Regions from separate parts of the Sus scrofa genome. Here region 1 is linked to region 2. The links are chromatin contacts, called in public Hi-C maps. All regions are on one chromosome and are shown on one strand. The core of a region is the stretch at or near the end of the contact, and the rest is flanking DNA. Distances in the headings are between cores, read along the strand shown. Region 1 holds the start of SPECC1 (cytospin-B). Region 2 overlaps SPECC1 (cytospin-B).

What was found. Hi-C and Micro-C count contacts between places; a contact is called where the count stands out from the background.
Region 1: a Hi-C map of skeletal muscle shows a contact between it and region 2, with 2.2 times the contacts expected there. The contact joins the promoter of SPECC1 here to the enhancer-like site in region 2. A contact is called at or near these places in 1 of 5 promoter capture datasets (fetal liver) and 15 of 47 Hi-C or Micro-C datasets (alveolar macrophages, blood, brain and 9 more).

What each region holds. Positions count from the first base shown.
Region 1 is chr12:59,701,863-59,708,891 of Sscrofa11.1, reverse strand. SPECC1 (cytospin-B) reads left to right here and starts at 3,290. Exons shown (of 15, transcript XM_021066294.1): 1 at 3,290-3,360.
Region 2 is chr12:59,613,055-59,619,859 of Sscrofa11.1, reverse strand. All of the region lies in intron 3 of SPECC1 (cytospin-B), which reads left to right. Among named protein-coding and RNA genes, the nearest start is that of SPECC1, 89 kb to the left of the region's middle. Within about 2 kb of position 3,114, at least 29 of the 83 cell types and tissues checked have an H3K27ac peak or open chromatin away from gene starts, as enhancers often do. A contact at or near this core is called in brain, embryonic fibroblasts, omental adipose tissue and 1 more, where this site is marked.

The DNA of each region.
Region 1 (7,029 bases), core at 2,041-4,540, 89 kb before region 2:
AGTATGGGTTATATCTAAAGTAGTGCAAATCTGCGTCTAAAGGCTGAGTCTGAAACACATTTACTAAAAGAACTGAAAACTTAAGCATCTAATTCAAGAGCTTAGAAAGAGAGCAACAGAAATACCCCTAAAGAAAGCCGAAAAGGGAACTAATAAAAATAAAAGCAGAAATCAATGATTAGGAAACAATAGCAACCAAAATGGCAGAACTAAAACATAAATCTAAGAGCTGGTTCTTTGAAAAGAAAAACATAATTTTAAACTGTAACATAATCAAGAAAGCAAAAATATACAAAACGAGGAGTTCCCATCGTGGCTCAGTGGTTAACGAACCCGACGAGGATCCATGAGGTTTTGGGTTTGATCTCTGGCCTTGCTCAGTGGGTTAAGGATCCGGTATTGTCGTGAGCTGTGGTGTAGGTCACAGACGTGGTTCAGATCCCCCGTTGCTGTGGCTGTGGTGTAGGCCGGGGTCTACAGCTCTGATTGGACCCCTAGCCTGAGAACCTCCCTATGCTATGGGTGCAGCCCTCAAAAGACAAAAGACAAAAAAAGGTGTATACACACACACACACACACACACACACACACACACACACACACACACGCGCGCACACGGTGTATATATATACAAAATGAGAAATCAGAGGAAAATTAAAAAGTTCCCAAGAGGAGTTCCCGTCGTGGCGCAGTGGTTAACGAATCCGACTAGGAACCATGAGGTTGCGGGTTCGATCCCTGCCCTTGCTCAGTGGGTTAACGATCCGGCATTGCCCTGAGCTGTGGTGTAGGTTGCAGACGCGGCTCGGATCCCGAGTTGCTGTGGCTCTGGCGTAGGCCGGTGGCTACAGCTCCGATTCGACCCCTAGCCTGGGAACCTCCATATGCCGCGGGAGCGGCCCAAGAAATAACAACAACAACAACAAAAAAAGACAAAAAAAAAAAAAAAAAAAAAAAAAAGTTCCCAAGAGACTGCCTTGCTCCGCTTCATGGAAATGCTCGTGAACTGGATAATTTGTTTTGAGTTGATCAAAATTACTTCTACAAGGGTTTTCAATTTCTAAATTGTGAAATTACCACAGAAGAAATGAAGTTATCGAAGAATTGTTCTCCCCGAGGAAAGCATGGGGCCCACACGTTTGGACCTGAACAGTGATCAAACCGCAGAGAACAGAAAGATGTAATGCTATTCCAGTTGTTCCAGAGTAAAAGCCAAGAACAAAGCTTCCAAGTGTTTTAGGAGGTGAGCATAACCTTGATTCTGAAAACCAAACAATATTAGACATCAGAAAGAAAATTAGAGTCCAGTCTCATTTTTAGATACGGAAGTAAAAAATCTGAAAAGTATTAGCAAACAGGATCAAGCCCCAATTTAAAAAAGTATATTCCAGGCATGAATTAGATTTTTTTGTTAGGAATTTACTGTAGCCAAGGCAAGCTTTTCAGGGTTAGGCTCTCTGCTGCCGCAGGGCGTGATCAGAGGCCAGGCCGGATGTCTTCTCAGCCCACCTGCCGAAGGCGGTGAATTCTCTGGTCCTGAGGCTCTGTCTTCTTTTTTCCATCCCTGTTTCCATCAGTGACCTTCCAAGACCCGAGCCTTCCCCCGTGTCCCCAACCCCCTATTTCTGGCTCTGGATCTAGCGCCCTTCTCTCCCCTCCTCCCCTCTGCAAACCCACCTCCCAAACCCAGCCCGCGTCGACCTAGAATCCTCTGGAACGTCTGTTCCACCACCTGCAGATCCCTCTTTATCCTCATACACTCTGACTCGCTCCACTTCTCCACTTCTGCCTCCATGGGAGCACGGACCCCCCTGGGCACCCCTGAGGCCACCTGGGTCGGCTCTTCGCTAAGGGGCCAGCCCACGCCTGCCCTGCGCTTGTATCTGCGCTTCCCCGGTCTCTCTCTGCTCTCTCACTCACTGGTCACGTTCACTCAGAGCGGCTAAGGGCCCGGCTGTGTGTGTAGCGGGTTTCCACGTCCAGGGGCATGGCCTTGGTGTCTCATTCTCTCCACTCCTCCCCCACCGTCTGCACAATGGATATAAAGGCACTCAGTGACCCTGCCTCTGCTCCCCCCACGTCCATCCCACATCCTCACCTGACCATCCTCTTCTCTAACCGCAAGCTCCTCTCCAGCTTGGCTTTTCAATTATTCCAATAAGATAAGTGAATCTCTGACTCCATCAAAACCTCCAGTCTGCGGGATGCTTCTTTGTTGGGGGCCCCGGCCCGTGATTGCACCTCTGGCCTCCACCCACTAGATGGCGGTGGCACCCCAAGTGTGACGACCGCATTGTGTCCAGACACGGCCAAGTCCTCCTGGGTGGGGGTGGGGCAAGTGGCCCCCAGGAACCTCTAGTTCCGCCTCATCCCTCCACGTGTGCCTGGGGTTTCCCCTGCCCCCTCCCACATATACAGCTTTTCAGGAGTCACCGGGTGTGAGATGCCTTTTTCTCTCCTGTGTAGTCTGCCCCGCCTTCTCAACTGGGTTCTTTTCATAAGTACTTAAGCGTCTTTAAACAACCCTCCCTCAGCAGCTGCCAGGGAGCCCGGTAACCAGCACCTGTCCTTCCCCTCCCCTCACGTCCTGAGGGGTTGGTACCTCCCTGTGCCCTTCCTCCCTCCGTCCCATCCTCCTTCCCTCGGCCAAGGATGAGTCTGTCCTGCCGACCCTGCAAGCTCCCACCAAGGTCTTAAGTGACTTCCCGGGTGATACATGCAGTGGACACCGGGCGCACTGGAGCAGAACCAGAGGAGGGCAGAGAGGATCCCGAGTTTGGTGTTGATCCTGTTGAGGCTGAGTGTCTCAGAGGCATCCTAGAGGAGATGCTGGGTGGACACTGAGCCATGAGGGCTGGAGCGAGGGAGGAGGTGTGGGCCGGCAGCGCACCCGGGAGAAGACAGGTGTGTGACCATGTGCGTGTAACCGATGCCACAGCTGAGATGGGGGGAGGTGTACAGCGGTTCTCAAACTTGAGGGAACCTCAGACGCACGGGAAGGGCGTGCAAAATGCAGTTCTCAATACAGCAAACCCTGCGTAGCTTCGGTGGGAGGGAGCGTTTGCGTTCCCACCAGGTCCCCAGGCGGCGCTGAAGCTGCTGGTCGGGTACCATGCTGGGCCGCCCGGGTACCGAGCTCTGCGGTCCGGGTATCACGCGGAGCTGCGCAGGTACCCGTGGGCGGCTGGCGACGCAGAACCGCGGGACCACATCTCCCAGGCTGCCCCGCGCGGCGCGCGCGCGCGCCCCCTGCAGGCGCCTCGGGGCGGCGCTCGGCGTCCGGAGCCCCTCGGGGAGTCCGCGAGGGAGCGCGGGAGCCGCGGCGGCTGCGGGCTGCGGGCTGCGGAGCCGAGCGGGCCGGTGAGTAGGGGCCGCGCCAGCTGCGGGGTTCTCGCGCCTCGGCCGTGTCGTCTTTGCAGGGTGCGGGTCCAGGTCCGGGGTGCGGATCCAGGTTCCGGACGCGGGGTCCGGGTGCGGGGCGCCGGGCTGCCCCTCACAGGGGCGGCGTCCTGCCCGCCCAGTCCGGGCGGCGGGACCCGTGTCGCAGGTGGCGCGGCAGGTGGCCGGCCTCCCTCCCGGGCCGAGGTTGTCCGTCGCGCAAGACGGCGGCCGGTGCTGCGGCCCCGGGCCCGGACCTGCGGACCCCTGGCCAGGTCCCGGCGGCCCCGCTGGAGCTGTCCGGGGTGCTGCGTGGCGGGGCCCGCGTGGCCGGTGGGATCCGGGCTTTGCGGGGCCGTGGGCGCCGTTGCGCTGGGGGAGGGGGCTGCGCGGCGCACCTGGAGCCCTGGCGCCGTTTGGATGCCCGATGGCCCGGGATGCGCCGCCGGTCAGGAACGCCGCGGGGACGCCTCCTCCCTGCGCATCCTGGGAGCACAGTGAGTTTTTTATGCCTTTTTTTTTTTTTTTTAAGCAAGTTGGAGCCTGCATATCTTATTTTTCTTTTGTGCGCTCTGCATTTGCCAGCAGGTAAGTTTATATAATAAGCGGTGTACGGTTAGAAAAACGCGTTCCGGGGAAGCTGCTCTCCCTTGCCCTCTATCGGCAGAATTTTTCGGGCTGCTTGACATGCTTATCCTTGAGCAACTGCGGTCGCTGCAGGCAGCAGATAAAAGTGCCATTGAGTCGTCACAACTCAGTCCTCGGGAGCGAATTTTGGTTTCAGAAGAATTTTGTTATCTAGTTTCAAACAAGCTGTCGTTTTACTTAAGATGGGGAACCGGGGGGTGGGGTAGGGGGGAGCAAAGCCTGTCAATCCTGATGCCTTCCTTTACAGAAAATAGTTTCACAGGATCAACTCTCAAAATAAGCAAGTGCAATTTGGTGCCCAAAACTAGATCTGAAGCCTCCAGATTGAGCTCTATACGTTTTAATAGGGTTCCCGTTGTTTTGTGTGTCTGTTGTCCGTAGACAGTTTTCTCTTCTGTTAAGAAACAGCAGATGCTCTAACCTTTGCACTTTCTCATCTTCGATCGGCAGTGTTTTTTTTTTGTTTGTTTGTTTGTTTTTGTCTTTGCTATTTCTTTGGGCCGCTCCCGCGGCATATGGAGGTTCCCAGGCTAGGGGTCGAATCGGAGCTGTAGCCACCAGCCTACGCCAGAGCCACAGCAACGCGGGGTCCGAGCCGCGTCTGCAACCTACACCACAGCTCACTGCAAGGCCGGATCGTTAACCCACTGAGCAAGGGCAGGGACCGAACCCGCAACCTCATGGTTCCTAGTCCGATTCGTTAACCACTGCGCCAGGACGGGAACTCCGGCAGTGTTGATTATTAAGGTTAAATAGTCTTGGACTTGCTTTTAGGGGGATGCTCCCGTGTATCCTCACTAAGTATCTTCTTTATCAGATTACGTTTCCATTTTGTTGAGCCCCTCTCCCCCAAGTGCGTTTTTAAAGGACCGTGTTGACGGGACCGTGTAGTTTTTTTCCTTAATCTTGTTAACGGAGGTGATTATACTGCTAGCTTCTCTGACTCTAAAATCCTAGGATAATTTAAAGTGCACATTTGGGTTGTTTGATAGATTCAATTAGCGAACGTTTTTTATGTAGGATTTGGGCGTCTGTGTTTATAAGTGAGCTTGGCCTCTATTTGTTCCACCCTCCTCGCATTTTGCCTGAGCTCATATTCAAGGCTATGCTGCCCTCCCTGATGAAGTGGGGAGACCTGCCATCATTTTCTATGCTCTGGAACAGAAGAATGATCTGTTCCTTGAAGTGTGGCAGAACCTGACTACAGACTGGGCTGCTGGTGGTTTTGTTTTGGTTTGGGGTGCTTTTGGAGGTATCAGTAATTAACTGTCTGTTTTTTTCCCACAATTGTTGACTTTTCTCAGGTTTTCTATCTCTTTAAAGTCAATCTCACACTTTATATATTCCTAGAAAATCATTAACATTACTGAAATTTAATATATGTTAGTGTAATGTTGTAACTAGTATTCTGTTGCAGGAAAAATCGACCTCCACATCTTTGGTGTTCTCTCTTCCTTGTTTGTACTTGTGTGTGCATGTGTGTGTGTGTGTGTGTGTGTGCCTTTTCTTTTTTGACTGGTTAGGCTTGATTAATGCTTGCTTGCTGATTTTATTTGTCTTTTCAAAGAACCATTGGATTTATTGCTTAATTCTATTGATTTTAGTTTTTCTATGGCACTTATTTCTGTTCCTTTTCTTTCTACTCAATATGAGTTTCTTTTAGTCAAGTGCCAGCCTTCTGAATGGAAAGATTCGATCATTTATGGGCTCACTCAGTCTTTCTCCTCATCAAGGCAAGGACTGCCAATTCCTGTCACCTCTCCTTTGCCCTTAGCTCTGTTTTATACTCTAACCCTTCAAATTCGATCTTATTGCTGTGGCTGTTATTATTATCATTTTCTAGGTCAATATTTATTAGATTTTTTCTACCCACTTACATTGTCTCTTTAAACATTTGTTATTTTTTAACTCAATTAATTTTACTGCATTTATAGTTGTACAATGACCATCACAACCCAATTTTACAGCATGTCCATCCCACGCCCCCAGCCCATCCTCCAACCCCAACCCGTCTCCTTTGGAAACCACAGGTTTTGCAAAGTCTGTGACTCAGGATCTGTTCTGCAAAGAAGTTCATTGTGTCCTTTTTTCAGATTCCACATGGAAGTGAGAGCACATGATGTTGGTGTCTCCCTGTCTGACCGACTTCACTTCGCATGATCATTTCTAGGTCCATCCATGTGGCTGCAAATGCCAGTATTTCGTTCCTTTTAATGGCTGAGTAATATTCCATTGTGTCTGTGTATCACATCTTCTTGATCCACCCCTCTGTCGGTGGGTATTCAGGTAGTTTCCATGTCTTGGCTGTTGTATATAGTGTTGCAGTGAACATTGGAGTGCATGGATCTTTTCGAGTCATGGTTTTCTCTGGATAGATGCCCAGGCGTGGGACTGCTGGATCAAATGCTAATTTTATTTTTTTTTTTCTGAGGAGTCTCCCTACTGTTTTCCACAGGGGCTGCACCAATTTACATTCCCACCAACAGCATAGTCGGGCCCCCCATTGGCATCGTCTTAATTCTTCTTTCCTGGTTCCAGATGCTCCTTACTTTCCTCCTCCCTGAAGTCCATTCTTTAGAAGTTCTGTTACTGTTCGTACGTTTTCTGTTCCTGTAATATCTGGACATGCCTTTATTTTGCCCACATTCTTGAATTTAGGTCCACCAGGTTTCTCTAATCCATTGATTCCAAAGTTATTTATCTATTTTTTCCCAACATTTTAAAAAGATGTTTTGTAGCTGGAAGGTTTTGGACTTCAATTCTGTCCTCTTGCTTGGAGATGAAGGTGAAAAACAGAAATTAATTTGTAGTCTAATGAAATGTCAAGTTGAATGATTTTTTTCCTTGTGCAAAGTTAAATATTTGTCTCAAATTTATTAGTCATAGTTTATATTTTCTGTACCCTTAACGTATTTTTTCTGTTTGACCTATTGATTCTGAGAGTTAAAGCCTTCCACTGTGATTCCTTGAGGGTTTTTTTTTTATTAGTTTTTGCAATATTGT
Region 2 (6,805 bases), core at 1,865-4,364:
ATGAGGTTGCAGGTTCGATCCCTGCCCTTGCTCAATGGGTTAAGGATCCGGTGTTGCCATGAGCTGTGGTGTAGGTCGCAGACACGGCTCGGATCCCAGAAGTTGCTGAGGCTGTGGCATAGGCTGGCAGCTACAGCTCCGATTGGACCCCTAGCCTGGGAACCTCCATAAGCCGTGAGTGCGGCCCTAGAAAAGACCAAAACCAAAAAACATGGTGCATAGAGTCTGACCTTATTTAATTTTTTCAAATATATGTTAATTTTTGAAATCATAACTTTTTTTTTTCATGGAAGGACGAGGAGAGTTACCAGAATTAAAAGTGGAGGAAGGAGACTTTTCATGTTAGATCTTTCTATACTGTTTCACAATTTTCAAAACACATGCGTACCCTGCTTTAAAAAATTAGAAACAGAAATACAAATCATAACCTTTTTTTTTTTTTTTTTTTTTTGCTTTAGGCAAATCCTTCCTCTTCTTGCCTTTTGCAGTCTTTCTTTTCTTTCTTTTTTTGTTTTTTTTGTTTTTTTTGTTTGTTTGTTTTTTTCAGGGGCACACCCATGGCATATATCCCAGGGTCAAATCAGAGCTGCAGCCGCTGGCCTACACCACAGCCACAGCAACACTGGATCCTTAACCCACTGAGCAAGGCCGGGGATCAAACCTACGTCCTCGTGGATACTGGTCAGATTCGTTTCCACTGAGCCATGACGGGAACTCCTGCAGTGTTTTTTAACCACTTGTTTTTGGATTATTTAATGGCTCCATCATAGCATGCGCTGCCTTTGTCCAGCATCCCAGAGAAAGACGTTGGTTCTACTGGTTCCCACACCCCACAGGCTTTAGCTTCCTTACCTGTCACAGTGAGGAAACGACCACAAATCTGCAGCACAGTGAGGTTATCCCAAGGGTCTGTGAACGTTTTAGGAACCGCGACGGGCTCCTGGAATGTAAAAAGCAGTTTTTTAGGTGGAAGTATCGCTGGTTTACACTGCTGTGTTCGTTTCCGCTGTGTAGCAAAATGATTCCGTCACACACACACACATGTTCCTTCCATTACGCTGTATCACGGGCTGTTGACCGTGGCTCCCAAAGCTCTCCGGTAGGACCTTGTTTATCCATCCTCTGCATAACAGTTCGCATCTGCTAAACCCCAAACTCCCACCCCCTGCCCCTTGGCAAGCACAAGGCTCTTTCTTCTCTAGGCTATGAGTCTGTTTCTGTTGAGTTCTTTGGTGCCATATTTTATAGTCCACATACAAGGGATATAATACAGTATTTGTCTTTCTCTGTCTGACCTAATTCACGTAGTATGATCATCTCTAGGTCCATCCATGTTGCTGCAAATGGCATTACTTTGTTCTTTTTAGGGCTGAATAGTATTCCATTGTATGTATGTACATCTTCTTTATCCATTCAGTGAGGTGCAGTTTTATTCCTAAGGTTATCATTCAAATTCAGTTCGCTGTCTACTTGATTATAATGAAATGATATCCTTTGACTTAATTGAGTTGAATTAGAAAATTACAACTGGCTCTGGAGCTTTCATTTATTTTTATTATTTTTTTTTAATTTTTAGGGCTGTACCTGCAGCATATGGAGGTTCCCAGGCTGGAGGTTGAATCAGAGCTGCAGCTGCCGGCCTACGCCACAGCCACAGCAACGTGGGATCCAAGCTGTGTCTTCAACCTACTCCACAGCTCACGGCAACGCCAGATCCTTAACTGCCTGAGCGAGGTCAGGGATCGAACCTGCATCCTCATGGATACTAGTTGGATGTGTTTCTGCTGCGCCACAACGGGGACTCCTGGTACTTTTATTTTTAAATACGAGTGGTCCTCAACATTTTTCGTATCGGCTTTTGGACTGCTGGCACTTTTACACATTGTCACGTATCCTCAAACTGCGTTTGTTGTAAATTCGGACCCGTCCGTGGGCTGATGAGCCCACCATTCGGAGCAGCGGCCGGAGTGGCGATGCTGCAGTTGTGCAGTGGGGCCAGGTGGTCATGTGGTATCAGGTCACATTCTGTCTCTGTTTTACATGCACGAAACCCAGGGAATGAGGGCGCTGGGACTAGTCACAAAGGCGGTTTTTAAATCTCAGTACCGCTGAGACAAAGAGGGAGGTGATACCGTGTGTTAGAAACAGCGCCCCCACTGGGCGCTCCCTGGACTCACGGCCTTTCTCTATAGACTCAGCTATAAAGAAAAAAATAAAACTAAAGAAAATAAGGAAAATGCTAGCAGCATGGCCTTGATTTCCTGTAAAGAAAAGAGGTCATTATACATTATACGTAGACTCTTAGAGGACGGAATTCTTTCTGTGGCCTTCGAGTCTTAGTTCTTGATCTTTCGGCTTTGGGACACATTTTTCTGTAATGCATGGTGTGGTGCAATCTGTTTTCTTTCCAGTGTATTCACTTGGGAAGGGATCTCGTCACGCAGTTGCCATACAGAGGAATAAGTCAGTGGTTCTAAACGCCCCATAGTTAAACCTGCGATCGGCCTGTAGGGCACTTTTCCGGGGCATCCATCTGTCCTCACGGAGGAGCCCTCAAACCTGGTAACAGGGCGATGCTCCCCTCTAGGTAAGACCCATTGCGTGGCTGCTGACGCTCGCGTGTGGTGCTACCCGCCGTCTGATACGGGTGGGGAGAAGCGCCTGAAGGGGGCTGGCCCATTCCAGGTCAGGTGTCCTGGCCGAGCACCCCCGGGGACCCTGCCACCGTCTGCAGTAACGGGAGCGCAGGGGCAGCAGGGTCTGGACCGGGGCACGTGGTCAGCCCTACCGCGTGTCCCGCTCTCCCTTTGGTGCTGGCCTCACACCCTCAGCCCAGCCTCCGGGAGGTCGCGGTGTCTCATCCACATCAGGACGTGCCAGAGAGGGCTGACCACGTGCCCCGGTCCAGCCATGCCCGCCGCCCTTGCACACGGAGCATCGCTCCTCTTAACGGGTTTTTCAGGCAGTATGAGAGCATCTGAGCGCAGCCCAGGCACCTTCTTCCTTGGCTCGCCGTGGTGCCGGGGGGTGGTACCTCGTCTTGGCCCAAGGGCCTGGCCCTCGTGCTAGGCAGCTGTCCTCTCGGCCCCCAAAGCTGCAGAGGGGTCCCGCCGCTAGATGGCAGCCTCGGCCGGAGCGCTGCGCCGGGAGCCCGGCCCCGACCCGCGACCCTCCCCGCGTGCGGTCCCGGCGCGCGCACGGTTTTGCGTCCTGCTGTGTGCCCAGTACTGTCCCAGGCAACAGGGGGACGGAGCGAGCAGGACGAAGATCCCCGCGTCGGCGCAGACGTGGAAGAAGCTGCGGCTGCGGGAGGAGGGGGAGCAGCCGTGGGGGAGGGGCATGGGCGGGGGCGGGGGGCGACTGAGCCGCGGAGTGAGTCGGCCTCAGCTCGCTTTGGAAGGATGGGGGGGCAGACCGCCTCGGAGGCCGGGAAAGGTGCTGAGAAAGGGGCTCTTTTAGGCAGGGTGATGTTCCACCCCACGTAAGCACATTCTCTTTCTCCCGCCGTCATCCACAGACCGGGAACGGGCTTTAACTTCAGGCGGTGTCGGGGGAGACCCCGGGGTGAGGGGGTCTTGAACTTGGCACGTGGACTACAAGGTCCTGGACGGTGAGAGGTACCTGGTGTTTCCTGGCCCTGCGGGACCCAGCGGCGCGAGGTCGTCGGGGCCTGGCGCTTCCCTGGGGCGTCCCCCCCAGGAATAGGGACGATTTTCCAGAGTCTTCCCAACCAGAAGAGTGGCTGCCTCGCCAGTTCTGGGCCTTTCCCTGAAGTCCGCTTATTTTCCCTCCCTCCTCCGTCCTCTCCTCCCCCCAGTCCGCCTCCTTCCATTCGCTGAGTTTATGCCCAGGCTTATATCTTTATTGCTTTGCGGATGGGATGCCTTAGTCATTGTATTCTCTTTCTTTCCCCTTTTGTAAATTTGGAATTCTTCCGAACTTGCATGTCACCCTCCCTTAATCTCTCTGTCCTTCCAATTTTAGAACATGTGCGGCTGAAGCCAGCACTCACTGTATTTTTTTAATGAGGTGTTTAAGAATACTGGGTTTGTAACCGACTCCTTCCCTCACTGGTACTAGCGGTTTGCAGTTGGTTCTCACGTGTCTCCCCGAGGGAAGGATTATATCAGCCGCTGCTAACAATGCCTTTTGTCCCCTCCGTCCCCACAGCTGCCTTTTCTTTCCGATTCCTGCCGGAGTGTGTGAGTTGCGGTGTCCTCATTCTCATTTCACTGTGATTGCTTTCGGTGCTTCCCCATTAAATCAGATGCAGAAATTTGGCTTGAGATGCAGTTGTGTGTGTTCAGTTCTTCTCATCCTTTTTTGCCCAGAGTTATTAGCATTGGGTGGTGGCGTTATTACAGGGCCTCAAGGCGTTCCCTTATTACTTTAATTATTGCTTTTCTTTTCACCCTGGAGTCGCCTTCGGGAAATTCACGTATGTGTATATTTGGTCTCCTGAGTATGTCTTCCACAACACGTATTTTTTTTTCATTCTTTTGATTACTTTCATAGCTCCTCTGATTTTTGAAAGTTTATCATCTAATATGCTTTCTGTACTTCAATGATGTGTCTTTAATCTTTAGTCTAACTCCTCTCATCTCAAATTGCTGCTTCTTTACGACTTCTGGCTCTAGCCTCATAGCTGCAAAAGCTCCTTGAATTTTTTTTAAGTTTTTTTTTTTTTTTTTTTTTTTTTTTTGTCTTTTTAGGGCTGCACCCACGGTATATGGAGGTTCCCAGGCTAGGGGTTGAATCAGAGCTACAGCTGCCGGCCTACACCACAGCTACAGCAACGTTGGATCCGAGCCGCGTCTGTGACCTACACCACAGTTCATGGCCGCGCCGGATCCTTAAGCCACTGAGTGAGGCCGGGGATGGAACCTGCATCCTCGTGGATACCATTCCGGTTCGTTAACCACTGAGCCACGATGGGAACTCCAGGTCCTTGAATTTCTTTTTTTTTTTTTTTTTGTCTTTTTTTGTCTTTTGTCTTTGTTGTTGTTGTTGTTGTTCTTGAATTTCAATGAGGATGCAAATTAGAGATTTTCTAAAATTTCCTCTTTCTTCCAGTAACAGTTTCATAGGTGCATATTTATCTGGATTCCTCAGATGGCTCCCCCCCCCCCTTTTTTTTGTCTTTTTGCCATTTCTTGGGCCGCTCCCGCGGCACATGGAGGTTCCCAGGCTAGGGGTCCAATCGGAGCTGTAGCCACCAGTCTACACCGGAGCCACAGCAACGCGGGATCTGAGCCGCGTCTGCAACCCACACCACAGCTCACGGCAACGCCGGATCGTTAACCCACTGAGCAAGGACAGGGACCGAACCCGCAACCTCATGGTTCCCAGTCGGATTCGTTAACGACTGCACCACGACGGGAACTCCCAGATGGCTCCCCTTTGATGAAGTGCCACAACTTTCCATACAGATGTGGTGATTTTCTAGACTCTTCCACCTTCACAAAGGGAAGTCTGTCCTATTACATCCTGGGGCAGTGTCCCAGCTGGTGACCTTCTGTCCTGCTGGGACTCGGTGAGCTTCTCAACAATGCAAAGTGCTGTCGCCCCTTGATTCACCTGTTACCTGCATCTCTGGGAAATTCAGCGTGTAACCGTGCAGAAACTCTCCTTGTGTTCCTGTGTAAGAGAGAGTTAGATTCTGGACGCATCACAATCGTTCTTTTGCTTTCGGAATATGCTGGGTGTCCTGGTAAAGGCACGTGAGCTGCAGAAAACAGGCGTGCCCCTGGCCTTTGCACGGCCTGGGCCAAGGAGGCGAAATCAGGGCCCACTGTTTATGGGGGATGTTCTGAGCAGTAATTAACTATTCTAGGAAAGAATATGAAGCACCAGGGATTTCAGATGGTCCATTAGGGTGTGGATTTGCTAAAAATAATTTTCTGGCTCATTTGCATTGTTTTTATCAGTAAGGAGTGGATTTTTCCTGGCAGATTTTATTCTTTTTCTTTTTTCTGCTCAGCTTACCGCCACCCCGAGTTCATGTTAGTATTTTGTAATTTCTACCATTTCATAATTCTTAAGGATTCCTTAAAAGATTTTTAAAAATGTAATGGTATTCAGAGTGTATACTTTTATATCAGTTTTCATCAGAATACAAGGTCAAGTCGATATGAAAGTGGAACATGTATTTCACATGTTTTTTAATTGCCTTTAGTTTTGCACTAACTATGGATTCACATGCAGCAGTAAGAAGTAACAGAGAAAGCCCCCTCGCCTGGGAGCCTCCATATGCCACAGGTACGGCCCTAAAAAGACGAAAGAAAGAAAGAAAAATAATAAAGATTCCCTTGTACCCTTTACCAGTTTCCCTGAGCGGTACCATCTTGGGAAACGATAGTACCATGTCACAGCCCGGGAGTTCCCGTCGTGGCACAGCGGAAACGCATCCGACTAGGAACCATGAGGTTGCGGGTTCCATCCCTGGCCTCCCTCGGTGGGTTAGGATCTGGCGTGGCTGTGGCTGTGCTGTAGGCCAGCGGCTACAGCTCCGAATAGACCCCTAGCCTGGGAACCTCCATGTGCCGAGAGTGTGGCCCTGAGAAGACACTGCTGCCATTGACCGAGTGTGGCTGCAGAGGTTCTCATCACCACGAGGGCCCCTCCCCTGGAGCCACCCTCGCCTCCCTCCATCCTCTGGCTCCTCGACCCTGGCAGCCGCGAGTCCGTTTTCCATTTCCACAGGTTCTATTTCAAGAATGTTACACACACGGAAGCACGCAGTACCCAAGCCTTAGGGCCCGGCCCTTTCACGCACCCCCACCCTCTGGACATTCCTGCAGGTTGT